Linked DNA regions of Delphinus delphis: region 2 is linked to region 1. Evidence: chromatin contacts called from public Hi-C data. All regions are on one chromosome and are shown on one strand. The core of a region is the stretch at or near the end of the contact, and the rest is flanking DNA. Distances in the headings are between cores, read along the strand shown.

What was found. Hi-C and Micro-C count contacts between places; a contact is called where the count stands out from the background.
Region 2: a Hi-C map of lung shows a contact between it and region 1, with 5 times the contacts expected there. The contact joins the promoter of GSK3A here to the promoter of RABAC1 in region 1. A contact is called at or near these places in 2 of 3 Hi-C or Micro-C datasets (lung and muscle).

The regions. Positions count from the first base shown.
Region 1 is chr20:11,548,480-11,551,179 of mDelDel1.2, reverse strand. RABAC1 (Rab acceptor 1) reads left to right here and starts at 1,253. Exons shown (of 5, transcript XM_059999118.1): 1 at 1,253-1,420; 2 at 1,713-1,925; 3 at 2,240-2,337. The coding sequence starts at 1,365.
Region 2 is chr20:11,774,799-11,777,498 of mDelDel1.2, reverse strand. It overlaps GSK3A (glycogen synthase kinase 3 alpha), which reads left to right and starts at 1,327. Exons shown (of 11, transcript XM_060000305.1): 1 at 1,327-2,091. The coding sequence starts at 1,809.

The DNA of each region.
Region 1 (2,700 bases), core at 4-2,503:
GCTTTTGTTCACTAAAAGGATACTGTCTATAGGGAACCCTGCCCCTCTGCTTGAATGTTAAACCAAAGTGCCTTTGTTCAGGGAAACATCCTGACCCTGTCCACCTGTGAATGGCTGCAAGAAAGAAGAAATTAACACATCCCCTTCCTGAGGCTGTCCATTCCAGGAGATATCTGCAAGACTTAAGGCCTTTTTACTTCACTTCCTCACCTCCTCCCCTTCTCTGTTCTATAAAAGAAACTGGCATCCAGACCCCAGTCAGAGACACTAGTCCGCCATCTTCTCAGTCTGCAGGCTTTCCAAATAAAGTCGCTATTCCTTGCCTCAACACCTCATCTCCTGATTTATTGGCCTGTCCTGCGGCGAGCAGAGAGAGCTTGGACTTGGTAACAGTACCACCAGGATCTTCACTGTCCCTTTGAGGACACCGAGGTTCAGGGAGGTGATGAGGTCAACACAGCCTGAATTTTGACCTCTGACCCCAGAATCCCAGCTCTTTTCGTTATAGCAACTCCGTCTTTTAAAAATTCTCACCCCTTCAATAAAACTAGAAGAAAATAAAATGATAAAATGAAAAAAAACTCAACCCTTTCCTTTCCCCCACTTCCCTCCGTCCTATCCAAAGCAGGGGCATCCCTAGGTCCCTAACCCTAACCCATTCATCCTTGGGAGCCCAAGGGTTGTGGGGGGAGCTTTGCCCCCTACCTTAGATGCACCCCCCTCCAGCAACCATGGCCCCATCACTAGCCTCTTGAAGAAGGAAGAAATAGATTCCCACAAATTCTCTACAGTCTCGCTATTCAAAATGTGGGCCATGGACCAGAAGCATCAACATCACCTAGAAACTTGTTAGAAATGCAAATGAATGGTCTCACCCTAGATCTGCTGAGTCAGAACATCTGCGTGTTTTAGCAAGTGTTTTCTTTTATACCTTCTAGAGTCAGAATGACAGCTCTACACGGCCTCCATCGTACCCTGCACGGGGGAGTACACAACGTTTTCTGCCTTTAGAGCTCCGGCTTCTGACTTTAGAGCTCGCATACCGCCCTGACTCCTGACGACCCACCTTTTCCGACTCCACGCGTCCTGCTTCTGAAACTACAACTCCCACAATGCCCAGAGGCGTCACTTTACGCGACTACATCTCCCAAGGTGTTTCGCGAGCCATACCACCATCATGGCGCCCACTCTCTCCGACATCATCGGGACTACAACTCCCACAATGCTCGGCGGCAAAACTACCGCCCCGAGACCGGCGCCACGTTCGCTCCCGCTCCGCTGGGTGAGGCCAGGCTCGGGCGGGTCCCGCGGAGTGTGCAGGGCCCTGGGTTCGTTATAGCGGTTCTTTCCCTCATAGCACAGACATGGCGGCCGAGAAGGACCAGCAGAAGGATGCCGAGGTGGAAGGGCTGAGCGCCACGTGAGCAAGCTGGATCTAACCCCCCTGACCGAGACCCGGGAGTCCTGGTCCCCCGCCCCTTCCTCCCTGGGGTCCTAGGAATCCCGGCCTCCAGACACATGAGTCTGGGCCCCTGGTGTCCTCTTCGAGGACTCTGGAGTCTGGGTCCTCAGCCCCTTTCTCCCCGGGGATCCAGGAGTCTGTGACCATATCTTCCCCAGAACCGCGGAGTCCGGCCCCCCTCGGTCCTCTTCTTGCTCGAGGGTCCGGGTTCCATCCCGGTCTATCGCTGACCTGGCCCCGCACCCACCAGGACCCTGCTGCCGAAACTGATTCCGTCCGGCGCGGGCCGTGAGTGGCTGGAGCGGCGCCGTGCTACCATCCGGCCCTGGGGCTCCTTCGTGGACCAGCGGCGCTTCTCGCGGCCCCGCAACGTGGGCGAGCTGTGCCAGCGCCTCGTACGCAACGTGGAGTACTACCAGAGCAACTATGTGTTCGTGTTCCTGGGCCTCATCCTGTACTGTGTGTGAGTGCCTCTCCGGCCCAGCCCCGCGCCCACCATGCTGCCCGGCCCGCACTGGCCGGCCCCGCCCTCAGCATTCGGCCCCTCCTCTCACTGACCAGGCCCCGTCCCCATGGGGTAGTTCTGCCGGACCTTTTGACCGAAGGGCCAGGTCCCTACTCCCGCATGAGCCTGGCCAGGATTCAGTGTGACCAAATGTGACCTAGACTTCCCCAGCCCCAAGGACGTAGCCTGTCATCCGCCAGTGTAGAAGGTCAGGGCCTCCGTGTCGGGCCCAGTCCCAGCTGCCTGACGCATGCCTCCCTGCCCTCTTCCAGGGCGACATCCCCCATGCTGCTGGTGGCTCTGGCTGTCTTCTTTGGCGCCTGTTACATCCTCTATCTGCGCACGTTGCAGTCCAAGTTTGTGCTGATGGGTGAGAAATCCCCTGCCCTCCTCAAATCCTGGTCTCTTGGAATGCAAGCCTTTGACTCCAAACCTAAGTCCTTGTGAACCCAAGTCTGCCCAAGCGTAGATCTACACTAGATCCCCCAAACTCAATCCCTTAAAGTCTCAGACACACCGGATGCTTCCACCCACTCTCAGCCCCCCAAGTTGCTATTCCCCAAGCCCAGAAGATATCCCAGAACCCACCTCCACCTGCTCCTGTCCCTTAAACCTCCTCCTTTCCTCTCCCTCCTCCCTTACCTCCTGCCAAAGGCATCAGCTGCAGGTACCCACATTGGACACCAGGTGGCGACCTTACACTGGCCTAGAGCTGGGCTCCCCTTTCCTGCTT
Region 2 (2,700 bases), core at 78-2,577, 230 kb before region 1:
GGACAATTAGTGTGATCACAGGATCTGATTAAAGTGAAGTCTAGAGACTCCATTTCCCATCATTCCACAAGGCAGGAGGGGCGGAGGGTGATTTCATTCTAGTTCCAAGTACTTCCGGGACACACACACACACACACACACACACACACACACACACACACACACACACACACACACACTCTCTCTCTCTCTCTCTCTCTCTCTCTCTCTCTCTCTCACACACACACACACACACACACACACACACACACACACTCTCTCTCTCTCTCTCTCTCTCTCTCTCTCTCTGTCTCTCACACGAACACACACACACACGAACTCTCTTTCCCAGCGCGCTTTGGGGCTACTGTCCTTCCGGGTATGAATCGATAAGTGGGGCGATATAATGCATGCACAAAACCCAAGGCTACTCCTAGCAGCCGGCTTCCTTCTTTTGGGCCTTTCAGGATCCTGTGATTTAGGAAGCGTGAGGATGCAATAAGCTTAATGGGGGTTCAAGAAAAATTATATTTTCATTTCTTTCAAACTTCGGCTCAGCCTGCTGGTGCAACCTACATTGCTAGAAAAAGCTAGACAGTATCCGAAGACTGTATTGTCCTGAGAAACCACCGGAAACTTTGTTTCCTAAATCGTTTGCGGGGAGGGTTTTCCTTCCGGATTTGTGGAAACTTAGAACTTGGAGTGTTTGCACTCCATTTTCCAGCAGCCTCTGATAGACTTCGGCTGTTTCTTGGGACCTGGCGGCGGGGCAGGAGGCGTTGAAACTTTCTTCAGTCTCCCCTGGGCGACTGCTGTCTTTCACCTTTCGCTCACGCTCTCCCGAAGGTACCTATTAGACTACACTTCCCGGCAAGCCTCTGCAGTCTCGTCTCACAAAGGGTCGGGATCCGGTCTGGACTATTCCCCAGCATGCTTCAGGATCATGGTAGATCCCTCCCCTTAAGTCAGTGGGAAGGCTGCCTTGAACTCCATTTCCCAGAAGACACGAAGGCTCGCTGTAGCAACTGCTCTGAAGCCTCGGTGTTGACTACATTTTCCAGCGGGGACTGCGGCCTAGCGAAAGAGGGAGGAGGAATGCTATTCCATTTCCTAGCCTATCTCCGGAACTGCAGTATCCACTTGGGGCTTAGGGAATCACATGGGACTCCATTTCCCGGCGTGCTTTGGGAGTAGCTTCACACCTGCAATGCGGTGAGGGCGTGGCGATGACTCCATTTCCCGGCTTGCCTCACGGCCCGATTGCGGCGGGTCCGCGGCCTCCGACTCAATTTCCCAGAGGGCACCTGGCGCTGGTCGGCATACAGCCAATATACTAAGTGAGCGACTGGACTCCGTTTCCCGGATTGCATCACGTCTACATAGCTCATTGATGGAGTACTACATTTCTGAGCCACACCTAGGGACGCGCGGTTGCCGCAATGGAGTGAGTGTGCGACTCTGATCCTACTTCCGAAAGTGCTTCAGGGTCCGCTGTGGGCACAGTCGGCCAACTTATTGACCAGCACTGTGTTTCCCGAGGTGCAGAACGACCTATCAACCCCGCGGTCCACTCTGAGGTCTTTGCGGACTCCATTTCCCGGCGTGCCGCGCGGCTCTCTGTGAGGGCCGACAGCGGCGACGGCGGCGCGCAGAGCCGGCGGACTGCATCTCCCGGCGTGCCGCGCGGCGGGCGCTGGGCCGGAGCCGGAGCCGGAGCCCGAGCGGCGCGGCCTGGAAGAGGCCGGATCCCGGGGGAGGCGGCAGCAGCGGCAGCGGCGGGGGCAACCCGGGCAGCCCGAGCCCCGCGGCCTGGGCCTGCGCTCGGCGCCATGAGCGGTGGCGCGCCTTCGGGGGGCGGCCCTGGGGGCTCGGGCCGGGCGCGGACCAGCTCATTCGCGGAGCCAGGCGGCGGTGGCGGCGGCGGCGGTGGCGGCCCCGGGGGTTCGGCCTCTGGCCCAGGCGGCAGCGGCGGCGGGAAGACGTCAGTCGGAGCCATGGGCGGGGGCGTGGGGGCCTCGAGCTCCGGGGGTGGTCCCAGCGGCAGCGGCGGAGGAGGCAGCGGCGGCCCCGGCGCGGGCACCAGCTTCCCGCCGCCCGGAGTGAAGCTGGGCCGTGAGTACTAGCGTCGCCCGTGGCGGGTGGAGATCGGATCCCTGAAGTCACTTAGACGTCGATCAGGTTTTTCTTTATGCTTAGAGAGGAGCTCGAGGTCACTGTGCCTCCCCAAACTGGGATCTGAGCTCTCCCCCATCCCAAAGAAAGGGATTTGGGGGGGTTACCATCACTTGGAGTTTAGAATTAGATTTAGTAATCCTCTAAGAGACAGGGGTCACAGGTTCCTGTTCTTCCAGTACCGAAGTCTTGGGTCCGTGAGCCTTAAAAACAGGGATCCGATGTTGCCAATCATTCGAGAACGGGATCAGGGGTTATTGTCGCTTGCAAATGGGGCTCAAGGGTTATTGTTTCCTAAGAGAAGAAGAAGAATATCATCACCATCCAGAAGGAGCGATCTGAATGTGCTCCCCTTCAGAGCATAGGGATTTGGAGTGAATATCACTTAGAAACAGCGATTTGGGTTTGCTGTGTCCCCAAAGAACAGGGCCAGGGCTTTCCAAACCTGGTATATAGTCATCTTCTGTTTTAAAAGACGACGTCTACTATCATTATCTGTCCGTAATATGTAGAATTGTACCCCCAATGGTAGAAATTAATGATTGCTGC